Regions from separate parts of the Sus scrofa genome. Here region 1 is linked to region 2. A link is a contact called in public HiChIP or PLAC-seq data. All regions are on one chromosome and are shown on one strand. Each heading gives the region's core, a stretch centred on a gene start, on an enhancer-like site or on the middle of the called end of the contact. The rest is flanking DNA. Distances are from core to core; before and after follow the strand shown.

What was found. HiChIP or PLAC-seq counts read pairs in DNA pulled down with a chosen protein or histone mark.
Region 1: a contact with region 2 is called in an H3K27ac HiChIP or PLAC-seq map of skeletal muscle. The contact joins two enhancer-like sites. A contact is called at or near these places in 6 of 47 Hi-C or Micro-C datasets (brain, embryonic fibroblasts, heart right ventricle and 2 more) and 2 of 2 datasets of contacts at active chromatin or transcription factors (alveolar macrophages and skeletal muscle).

The regions. Positions count from the first base shown.
Region 1 is chr1:77,585,774-77,591,924 of Sscrofa11.1, reverse strand. It overlaps FYN (FYN proto-oncogene, Src family tyrosine kinase), which reads left to right. Exons shown (of 11, transcript NM_001080206.2): 11 at 5,803-6,011. The coding sequence ends at 6,011. Among named protein-coding and RNA genes, the nearest start is that of TRAF3IP2, 48 kb to the right of the region's middle. Within about 2 kb of position 2,199, at least 26 of the 83 cell types and tissues checked have an H3K27ac peak or open chromatin away from gene starts, as enhancers often do. A contact at or near this core is called in skeletal muscle, where this site is marked.
Region 2 is chr1:77,456,292-77,462,400 of Sscrofa11.1, reverse strand. The region is part of intron 3 of LOC102167874; the gene reads right to left. Among named protein-coding and RNA genes, the nearest start is that of REV3L, 59 kb to the right of the region's middle. Within about 2 kb of position 1,975, at least 12 of the 83 cell types and tissues checked have an H3K27ac peak or open chromatin away from gene starts, as enhancers often do. A contact at or near this core is called in skeletal muscle, where this site is marked.

The sequences.
Region 1 (6,151 bases), core at 950-3,449, 130 kb before region 2:
CAGTACACTCTTAAGTCTAAGCAGAGGCGGGGAGGGGGGACAATTCTACCTATATGAGGCTTCTGAAATAAGACCTTGCCCGTAGCCTGCAAAGCCTTTTGACTCTATTTCATCATCTCCACACATAAATATAGCATGTATTTTCCCGGCCACAAAATACCCTCTGTCCTCAAAGCTGTTCTGGGAAATTGACCCCATGGTCCGTTCAAACACCATGTCCCAGCGCTGTTCTAGGCAGAACATCCCGGCCGTTCTGTGCCCTGGCTCTCAGCTGAACACCTGCTTTGGGAATTTGGCAGGATCTGGCAAAGCAGGAACATTCTCTTAAGCATATCACATTTATTCATGCATTTGAAGTGCTTTCAAATCATCTCACCAGAGACAGCTGCCTGACTTTCATGAATGCATTTTGTCACTTGATAATGATTTGAGGAGGAAGATAAATTAGGGAATCTGTAGCACTTCCCTTAAAGAATTAGAAGCCTCCACCTTTGTCCTCCCTCTGCCCCACCCAGATGCTTCAGACGGAGCCTGAACTGTAGACTCTGTGTTCAGCAGCCCGTCACTGTCGCCTGCACGCCTCTCTCCCCCCGCTGTGCCCAGCATGCCCACAAAAGCAGAGTTTTTTGGGGGTGGGAAGAGGTTAGGACTTTGCAGCCTGGAGAATGGGACACAGGAAAACCCTGTAACCTCAGCCAAGGGTGCTTTGTCCTCTGCCCCATCCACAGTCCCCAGGCTTCTCCTCACAGTGTTCTCTCCAGAAGGAATCCTGCCTGTAATGCCCTGGAGTCACGTTGTCACCTCCCCTTACAAGGTTTCTCTTGGCCAGTGTGCTGGTGAAGGAGGAGGGAGGGCAGCCAGGGAGTCCTGCCTTCTGCAGCTCTTCCCTCTCAGCTGGGCTGGGCGCTTCCATGGCCTTCCTAGGGGGCACCCTCCCTCCCTTTCCCTTTCCCCTTTTCTGGGACAAAGGAGCTCTTCAAGAACTGGTACTGTCAGCTTTAAATAAGCCACGTACGTGTGTTATGGTACCTGAGTGGCCATCATTTCTGTATTTATCAATACCGTGGGCTTAATAAAAACAGCTGTCCTGAGGCGATCTGCTTAAGATGAGGAAAGAGAAACAAAACTAGTCATTTTTGTGCCTTCTCAAAGTCATGCCTTCGTTTTCAGCAATTCTCTTTGAGCAGCATCTATCTGCCCAAAATCTGGACTTTGATCTCATAACCGCAGCCTAACTTGAAGCGTCCCAGTTGTTGCCCAGTCAGATAACGGGAGCACATGAGGATCTGATAGCATGCTCATGCTGAGCAAGCACCATTAACTTGCTCCCCTTCCTTCCTCCCTCAGCACTCAGCACTCGCACAGCACCGCTCAGCACACAAGTAAACATGAGGGCTTTTTGTAGGGTTTATGCAGAGAAGCCAGGGGGAGCCTCTGACGGAAAGCCTCATGCACAATAGGGTATAATTTCCTTTCAGCGGAAAGCTCGCTTTGCAAAAGCTGGATATCTGAGAACATGAACATCCCTCCCATTGTCAAAATGCTTAATTATTCACCTGGCACGCAAATCCAGGTTCTCGCAACCCCTCATTCCAATCCAGATGCAGACCTGAACGGGTACCAGCAAAAATCCCTAATGGTGCAGAGGTGGCCCCTCAGAGATCCATATTAAGGAGCTGCACAAACCGAGAGCCATGAAGCCCAACACCTTCCGTTCATAGAAGACTTCTTTTCTGACAGCAGAAAACACGGTGGATGTTGAGGTGTTTTGTTGGCAAAAGAAGACACCGAGGCCAGCGGAAGTCAAGGCACCTACTGAGAGGCACAGACTCAGAAGTGATGAAGGGGCCAATGCAAATGAATTGTTTTCTCCCTTGGAGAGTCTGCAAGAAAATCAAGGAGGTTCCCCTGAGTTCATATGTAGCTCAAGAAGAGGAATAGGAAAGTGCAAAAAAAAAAAAAAAAAAAAAAAAAGAGGGAGGGAAAAAAAGAAAGAAGGGGAAGAAGACACACATGTGAAAGTAGGCGTTGCTGGCAACCATACCTAGGAAGGGTTGGAAAGTGAGAGTGGAAACCTGACCTCAATTCAGAAACCAAGAGGAAGCCAGCAAAATGATTTGGAAAGGATAATCGGGTCATAATGGCAGGAAGTGAATACGGTCCACTTGGCAGGAGAATCTCAGCTGCAGGGTTTGGGGCAGACCGGCTAGAAATGGTGCTGCCAGCAACCACGTGGGAAAGCCTGACTGCAGGGTGACAGGAAGATCCCGGGAAGAGGAATTTGAGATCGAACCCCAGCACAGCAGATGACGCAGGTTTTCTGTGAACTGATACCACTGGACTGTGTCCTAGGAGAGTGACCCATGGAAAGGCCCCGTTTTCCTGACCCACCCCAGCGAGAGAGCAAGAGGGTCAGCAGCCACGGCAGTGGGGACAGAGGAGGACAGGGCTGGCCTGAAAACAGCTAGCGAGTCTCCTCTCTGGCCGCCAAGCCCTGCGCCTTTTCTCTGATGGGGAGGTTGGGAACCAGGCAACGTGCCCTGGGAAGCTTTGTGACCATGACTCTTCCCACGGTCAGATGCCACTGGCGGATAGAGGCCATCCTCCTGTTGCAAAACGGTCTCTGTTGCCACTGCCACTAGGAACCATCGTTGGCAGAGTTTCCCTGAAACCTGTCCCTACACCATATTTTAAAGTTTCTGTCTTTTCTGTTTCTCTCCTGGCATTCTCTCCACTGAAGGAGAGGAAAAAAAAGGAAGCGCGTTCCCAGGCACACCCCTGCCTGGAGGGGTGAGAGGAGGAGCAGGAAGAGGGTGCAGGCAGAAAGGAGGTGGAGAGCAGATGCATCCAGGGAGCTGACAGCCCCCCACCCCCCAGCAGGACTGAGTCCAGCTCCGCCCCTGGTCACAACTGCCCCGGGAGCAGGCTGCCTCGGGAGACGCTACATGTTGATGGTCAAGTTACTGCACCAGCTGCAGCCAAGGCTCAGGCAGAGCTCTGGAAAGATGGGCTTGACCCAAGCAGCCAATTAAACTTTCCACTGGTGGAGACTGAATCAAGAGTTTTAAAATAATACGTGAAATCTTTCCAGTTGAGCAGTTCGTTTTGTCATAACACGAAACAGTTATTGACAGAAGCACCACAGAGCAAGAGGAGAATGACTCAGGAAACTCCGGGGTGTCGTTTTGGACGGTCCCTGGGCCAGAAGAGAGCATTAAAAGGCATGGGGTGGGGGGTGCAGGTTATAAGTACCTGTCAGACCTGAGGGTCAGATCTTCCCTTCGATCCTCGCAGGGCGGGGGATAAGGGGATTTCTGCAGGTTTGGGCTGTGTGGTTCTGAGATATTATGAAACCAAGGGCTGTGCTGAAATACAACGCAAATGCTTTGGACAGTGCCAGTCCTGAGACATGCTTATGCTCTCTTCCTAACCTTTCCGGGCCGCTGGAATGTGGTGGCTGCTGTCCCTTGTGCCACGGCTGCCCAGCCACAGCCCTTGGGACTGAATGTGCTTCAGAGTCAGAATTTTTTCTTTTAAGGAAGCCCATACAGAATTTTTTTTTAAGGATGTCCATTTCTTTAAGGAAATGAAAAAAAAAAAATAGACCATAATTTATATAACACCCTAGGAGAGTCTGGGACTGCACTCTGTTCAAACACATTCTTACTTCTGCAACGATACGTATGAAGAAATAAAAACAGTCAACAGCCTCATACCCGGTCAAATTTTATGGCCAAATGAGATGAGTTCCCAGAACTTTTGGTTTGCAGAGGTTGTTGGATTGGGGAATTGCAGATAAGGAAATGCTCATCCCTGCCCCTATTTGTCCAGAGCGCTGTGGGATGCTCTCCTGGCAGCCCTCCCTTCTCCCCTTGCTTCTGGATCGCTGCCCCATCTGGTTGTCATTTGAGTTTTCAGTAGTTGGAGGAGGGTGTAAGGCAGTTAGCCACAGAGCTGACCAAACATCCAACTGAAGAGAACCCCCGGTAAAGTCAGGGAGGGCACAGAGGCGGGGGACCCAGACTCACTCACCGAACCTCTCACTAAAATAAGGGTCACTCTGAAATGTGAGCAAGGTTATATTAGGATAATTACATTGAAAGCCTTCCTCAGCCCAGCAGGAATAATCCATGGACTTTATCCCCTCCAGGAAGTATGGTGGCAGAGAATAAGAAAGCATCCTAAAAAGGTTTTGGATAAGCATGTGGCTGACAGCCCCAGGAGCCCAGATAAACCCAGCTCCAAAAGCAGCAACAGAACAAAGAGAGATGGCAACAGATCCCAAAGTCTGAGTGTCCCCTACCCATGGGACAGGGTTGTGATCTGAGCCCAGCTGCTGTGGCCAGTCCTGCAGGGTTCTAGCCAGTGGGTGGCCACTATCATCCAGAATTAAAGAGGCTGCCACATGCCTGCGCTGTGTCCTGCTGATTATATTCCTGAGAGCAAGGGGGAAAAAACCTGGGTTTCTGAATGGTTGGGACTCAGGTTCCTGATTTTATAAATTAACTGGGTCAGAAGTTGGAGAGGATTCTAGAGGGTAGACTCAGTCAGGGCCAGGGAGCAGCCGAAACAGACAAGGGCTTGGCAGGTGATGGCAGAACAAGACATGGCCCCCCAAATGGAAGGGAAACCAGAAAAGAGCGCCTGACAGTGATTGGGGAAAGGGCCAGGGCCTCCGGCTCCCCCTGAGCATGGTATTTCCTGTTCTGTCAAGAAGGCCAGCGTGCAGAGAGGCTGCACCTCTCAGGGGTTAGCAGTCTCCCAGAATGTCTCCTGGTAGCTCCATGCAGCCTGAGGTTTCAGCATCGGACAGCCCCCCACCCCACCCCACCCCCCAGAGGTCACAAAGGTCTCCAATGACAGATGGCCTGTCCAAGGTCATCTGTAAACACAGACACCCTGTCTCCCCATCAGAGTCAGCAAACCTCGGGGCACTTGGGGGTCGAGGGGCTGGACGGTGCCTAGCATGGTCACGTGATGTCAGATTGTGGCTGGTGGGGCGCCAGAGCTTCCCCAGGCGCGAGGACAGCCAATTGAGGAAGTTCATCAATAGAGCTTATAAACAAAGGACAGTTTCCTTTTCATTCCATGGATTTTTTTTTTTGTCTTCATATATATATATATATATTTTGTCAGTTTAATGGAAGTATCATTTACATATAACAGAATTCAACAGTTTTAAGAATTCAGTGAGTTTTGACAGTCTCACCACCACATACAGGATATAGGACATGGGTTGGCAGACTGCAGCTTGTGGGCCAAATCCAGCTCCCACCCCGTTTTGGTTTGATACATTGTTAGAGTTGTTAAAAAAATAAATAAAGGAAAGATGTGCAACCTGCAAACCCTACAGCCTTTACTATCTGACCTTCACAGAGATGATTTGCTGATAGAGAACATTTCCATCACCTCAGTGTTCCCTGCGGCCCCTTCCCGGGGTTCCCCGCCCCCTCCCCCTGGCAACCACTGATCTGCTTTTTATCACTGTGGTTTTGCCTTTTCTAGAATTTCATATCCATGAAATCATACAGTACGGGTTGCCTTTTGTGTCTGGCTTTTTTCACTTATAATGCTTTTGAGATTCATCCTCTGGGGCTTTGCTTGGGTCAGCAGTGAGGTCCTTTTTTATTTCTGAGTGGTGTGAGATCCCCTTAAAGGCGGGGTTCGACTCTGGGTGAACAGGGGGGCCCTCAGCCTGTTTTAACCACCTGTAAGCTGCGAGGAGGCCAAGAGGAGATGTGGGGGTTGGTGGCCGGCCGGGCGGCGTGCGGTGCGCGCTCTCACTGCGCATGTTCTTTGCAGGCATGAACAACCGGGAGGTGCTGGAGCAGGTGGAGCGCGGCTACAGGATGCCCTGTCCGCAGGACTGCCCCATCTCTCTCCACGAGCTCATGATCCACTGCTGGAAAAAGGACCCCGAAGAGAGGCCCACTTTCGAGTACTTGCAGGGCTTCCTGGAAGACTACTTCACCGCGACAGAGCCCCAGTATCAACCCGGTGAAAACCTGTAAGACCCGGTCTGCAGAGCGAGGCCTTGTCCCAGAGGCTTCCCCGCCCCCTCCCCATTAGCTTTCAATTCCGTAGCCAGCTGCTCCGAGCAGAGCGGCGAGAACCGTCCAGGATCAGATTGCATGTGACTCTGAAGCTGACG
Region 2 (6,109 bases), core at 726-3,225:
GGGAACTTGTTAGAAATGCAAATTCTTAGGTCCCATTCCAGACCTCCTCCCCGCATATCTGGGGGACACAGCCCAATAACCTGTGTTTTCACAAGCATCTAGATGATTCTCTGATGTATATTAAAGTTTGAGAACTACTGAGACACACTGCTGAACTAAGAAATATCTTCCTAGCTAGAGGCATCCAGCCCCTAGTGCCCACTTTCCAAATTGTATCTCCCTTGATTCTCTCTGTTTACATATTTTCAGCGTTTTCTTTTTTAAACAAGACTGTGAGGTGGAGAAACGATAAACAAGAAGGTTCCATGGGTGCTGAGTCAAAGCAGACTTCTTTCACTCAACTTTATCCTTTCACTCAAAATCTAACAAGAGGGTTGCACAAAATATCCCTTTAAAGTTTTCCCACTTATTTTCATGTTCATTAGTAAGATACATTTCATTTTTCAGTCTTCTCTGCAGGACTGGGACAGGATCTAACTGGGCTTTAAAACCAATGTGAATTAAAGGAATTATGGATAATAAAACTAGTAGGTATAATTGAATACTTACTATGTTGCAGGCATTATGCTGTATTTCACATGGATTACTTAATCCTCAACCGTACACTTAACTTGTACTACCCCATTTGTACAGATGAGAACACTGAGGCTCAATCAGGTTAATTGCCCAAGGTCAATTTCCATGAAAGGGCATATGTGGAGTTTGAGCCCAAGCAACTGACTCCAGCATCAAAGCTATGATCACTATGCCATTTGTCTGTAACATTAGAGTCACCAAGGAGCATTCCAAAACTGTTTGTGCCTGAGTCCCACCCCAGAGAGTCTGATTTAATTGGTCTGGGTTGGGGCCCAGGCAGGGACTTTTTTTTAATTTTTATTTTTTAAATTTTTATTTATTTTTTGTCTTTTTAGGGCCACACCCAAGGCATATGGAGGTTCCCAGGCTAGGAGTCAAATCAGAGCTGTAACTGCCACCCTACACCACAGCCACAGCAACGTGGGATCCGAGCCAAGTCTGTGACCTATACCACAGCTCACGGCAACGCCAGATCCTTAACCCACTGAGCGAGGTCAGGGATTAAACCTGCAACTTCATGGTTCCTAGTCGGATTCGCTTCCACTGTGCCACAACAGGAACTCTGAAGGTTTTTTTTTTAAAGCATGCAGATGATTCTACCACAGTCAGGTTGAAAACCCCAATATGTAACACAGTCTCTGTGCTTAAGTATAGCACACAAGTCAGCTGCTAGGAAGTGGTGGTGAATTCAAATCTGTATTGGTCTAGAGTTTGGTTCATTGCCTTCACCTTGATCACTACCACTTTCACTCCAGTACCACCTGACAATTTTCACAGAATATTTCAAGACACAAAAATAAAGGTTCCCAGTTAGCATATCTATGAAAGATGTTGCTTTCAAGAAATGTTTTCTTGGAGTTCCCGTCATGGCACAGTGGTTAACGAATCCGACTAGGAACCATGAGGTTGTGGGTTCAGTCCCTGGCCTTGCTCAGTAGGTTAGGGATCCGGCGTTGCTGTGAGCTGTGGTGTAGGTCACAGACTCAGCTTGGATCCCACATTGTCGTGGCTCTGGTGCAGGCCAGTGGCTACAGCTCCGATTTGACCCCGAGTCTGGGAACCTCCATATGCCACGGGAGCGGCCCTAGAAAAGGTAAAAAGACCAAAAAAAAAAAAAGAAATATTTTCTTGATTTCTTAAGTCATCTAAAACTGTCTTTTTCTTCTCCTCCTCCTCTTTCTTCCTTTTCATTTTTAAAGGTTTGGCCTCTGGAAAACATTCCAAGTATAATGGCAAAACATCTAGTTTTCCTATGAGCTTATAAAATGAAGTGGTTCTTCAGAGTAAACAAAAGATCTTTTCATCTAAAATTTTAATTGACACCAATTCAGCTCCCTGGGAATTAGTTCCAATGTTTGGCTCAGGTTTCTGGCACTGAGCACTGGGCCCTGGCCTCAAGCCTGCACTCGGTCACCTTACATCTGCACCTCAGGGCTTCTCGCCAAGAAGCTGGTCTCATGGCAGCACTACCCTATGGCTTAACATCCGAATGTTGAGCCTTGATACCCAGCCTGGCTGAAAGCAGGTCAAATGACTGCAACTCTGTTTAGCAAACAACTTAACAGGAGTCACCTGATGAACGATGGTAATACCTCTGACATTTCTGGAAGAAAAGAGAACCGATTTTCATTAGTTTGTCTAGGAACAGAGAAGGGTGTTTCTTAAAGTTTCATTTACAGCCAGAAATGTGTGGATTGATATAACCAACACATAAAAGGGGAAACATCTGTCACTTCTATTTGTAGCCATGTTTGTAGCAGCTCTTTCAGAAAGGAAGACTAGAGACCAGCTATCCTGGTCTGGGGGCTCTATAGTTGGGCTGTTCAAGATGGCTGTTCTCTCGCTCTCTCTACATCCCCTGCTCGACCTGGCCCTGCTTCATCCACATGACTATCCAATCTTCTTAATTACAGAGCTTAATTAGCCCTGGTAACTGATGAGCTCCTGGACGTAGATTCCCTCTATAAATGGCAGCCTCCTTCTCCCACAGGTAGTGAAGAGTGTAGCTATGTCCTGCCCACACGGTTGGGTGTGATCCAGGACCCTTTGTGGAAGATCCAGCTAGCCAATAAACCGTCGATGCTTCTGTTGCTCCCAGCTCTTTCTTCAGCTTCAGGCTGGGCAGTTACTAGGCTTGCAGGCCCATGGGGTGCAGCCCGAAAGGAGCAAGGCAGTGTCTGAAATTTGGTCTTCCCGCTAACCAGGTGGGTTTGGGCAGACAACTTAATCTCTTTGTGCCTCAGTTTCCTCATATATAAAATAAAGTTTGGGCTCATTAAATGAACTCTAAATCTGAGTCCTAAAATTGTATCACATGTATGAATATATATTTATAGTTCTTCTAATTTGGTGTAACCACTTGAAACTTCTTACCAGAGAAAATTTGAATTTGTAAAAATTGAGGTTGACATTAAAGAGGGAATTTAAGAACAAGGAATTGCAGAGTCTTCGCTGTAAGAAGCTAGATAGATAATATATTTCAGCTTCCTCATTTTATCTTCTCCCTCTTTGTCTTTTTCTTTCCTTTCTTCTATTTTCAACAAATATTTTATGAGTTCTGGAACACACCAGGCACTGAGGTAAGTGCTAGAGACCAAGACTGAGTCCTTAGCCTTAAAGAACTTCCAGGACAATAGACACAGACAAGGGAGCAGGTAATTAAAATAGAATGAGGAGATTTCCCATTGTGGCACAGCCAAAACGAAACCACCTAGTATCCAGGAGAATGCGGGTTTGATCACTGGCCTCACTCAGTGGGTTAAGGATCCAGCATTGCCACGAGCTGTGGTGTAGGTCACAGAAGCAGATTGGATACCACATTGCTGTGGCTATGGTATAGGCCGGTAGCTATAGCTCGGATTCAACCCCAGCCTGGGAACCTCCATATGCTGTCAAAATAAAATAAAACACAACGAAGTGAGTGCTACAACAGAGGTGGGCATAGGGTGCAAGGAAGGTTGATGCCAGTCTCAGGGTGGGGGAGGGGCAGGAGTTAGGGAAGGCTCCTGGAGAGAAGTCATCTAAACCGCAGCTGGCACGTGCCAGAGCTGGTGGAGGAACTGGAGCTCAAGGCCCCAACTTCCAAGTTACAGGCTTGGTTGAATGTAATGACATGAGGTAATGGTTTTGGGATTTGTGCTTTTGGCACAGGTGAAATATTACAGCGCCTGCCTTTGCTGCCACCACCTTAATGAAGACTCGGGCTCTTTCCTGGACTCTGGGTTCAGGGTCTCCCCTCTCTGGCTCCAGTATTTTCAGCAGCAACTCATCAACACAGCGCAACCGTTATCACAGGCCCGTCACCTGAGCAGCAGCACCACCAATCAACTCCAGGGATGAGGATCTTTCAGCTGCTGAGTGGTGTGGATGGAGGGCTCTGACCAGTTTAGGAAACAATCCAGGTTAGTGACCACTCAGTTACAGGACAGTTATAAGTCAGGATGCTTGTTTTCAAATATTTGAAGGGTTAGAAGAAGGGATTTGATCTCTTCTGTGTGGGTTGAAGGGGAAGAATAAGAACCAAATGAAGGTGTAAAAAGTACAGATGAGTTTATCTTCCCTAAACAAGAAGAACTTGAGGCTGGTTGCACTGGTGGTAAGTTAATGAGTATCTTTACAGCAAAAGTATTTAAAACCAGGGCAAAATGACCCATTCGCTGGGATGTTACACAGGGGATTCATGCCTCTAAAATTTGATGTATAGAAGCCTAATCAAATTCTTCTAGCTTGAGTTCCCATCATGGCTCAGCGGAAACAAACTTGACTAGCATTCATGAGGACGCAGGTTTGATCCCTGGTCTCACTCAGTGGGTTAAGGATCCAGTGCTGCCATGTGCTATGGTGTATGTAGGTGGTGGACTCGGCTCAAACCCCACATTGCTGTGGCTGTGGTGTAGACCCCTAGCGTGGGAATTTCTACATGCCGTGGGTTTGGCCCTAAAAAGACAAAAAAAAAATTCTTCTAGCTCAGACTTCCTGTGATTCTGTACTGTCACCTCTGGCCCAGGCCAACTGAGCTCTAACTGTTGTAGTTTCTTATCTATGTTCCACAAAGTATTTACTCTCAGTTCTACTTCATTAGCATTTGCAAGCACATTATCTTCACATCTCTAAGCAAAGACAGACTTACTGTATTTGATATTTAAAAGGGCAATGTAGTGTTTTTTTCTCCACGTAAAGCATTAACATATTTACCTCTAGATAGAGAAACTGCTATATTTAGGTAAGAAGATGAATGGTTTGGCGCATACCACACCACATCCCCAGTCTGGTGCATGCGTACTGCCTTGTTTCAGGTGTGCTTTGTCTGTGTACCTATATGCTATTTGTGCTAAGATCTATCCTCTTCCACACCCAAAGGAAGTGTAACCATTCTTCCCTTCCTTTCTTTCACTTTCATTTTTTAATTGTGGGAACTGTGCTGCTATTGCCTGAGTCTAAAGATACAGAGGGAGAGGAAGGAGAGCACAGACAGTGAAAATTGACATTACTGGCAGCTCTGACAGGTGCAATTTAGATTTTGTTAACCCCAAATTATTTTCAGAGAGCAGAGGTAAAAGATGATTTATATTGTTTTTTAAGGCAGACTTCTCTGTTGCCAACACAGTAAAATAAAACACATAATTTGTTTTTACCTGCTTTCAATGCATGGTGCATGTAATGTTATAAATCAGATATATTAAATAATATTTTGTTTTAAATTAGAATTTGGATAATATATTATCTGGGGCCTAAAATATGTACGTTTCAGAACCACGTTATAGCTTTTTCGAGAAGAGAAGACAAATGCAAGCCCATTTTCTAGGTGTTCAAAATCAAACAACATGAAAAGGACCAGTGAAGGGGTTCCCGTCGTGGCTCAATGGAAATGAATCTGACTGGTGACCATGAGGATGCAGGTTCGATCCCTGGCCTCGCTCAGTGAGTTAAGGTTCCGGCATTGCCATGAGCTTTGGTGTAAGTCACAGATGTGACTCAGATTCTGCATTGCTGTGGCTGTGGTGCAGGACGGCAACTGTAGCTCCAATTCCATCTCTAGCCTGGGAACCTCCATATGCTGTGGGTGTGGCCCTAAAAAGACCCCCCCCCAAAAAAAAAAAAAAAAAGGCTGGGGGAGAGAGAAAGAAAAAGACCACTCAAAATGAGCTGGCTCTTCTCTAAAAGCTAGAGCACATAAATTACTTTAATATATTATGCAATAGGAACATTCCCTGCACTAGCTCCTACAAGCTACCTCAGAGAGAAGCTTATGCTCAACTACACATTAGGGGGCTAAAAAAGTGTTCCAAAGCTGATGGTTATAACACTTATTGTGCACTGGAAGGGTGCTGGGAATGGCTCTGACAGTCCCTAAGCCTCTGAGCAAAGTTTCAGGAAAGGGCCTCTGAGAGCTGCTTGCAGTGCACAGGATGAATCAATCCCTTCTCCCAAGGTTATCCTGCGAGGGCTTCCCCTCAAAAGAGTCCTCATCATCTGGCTTCTGCCTGCAAATGCAAATTAGAGCTTTATAACTGTACTGATACGGTAGCACATG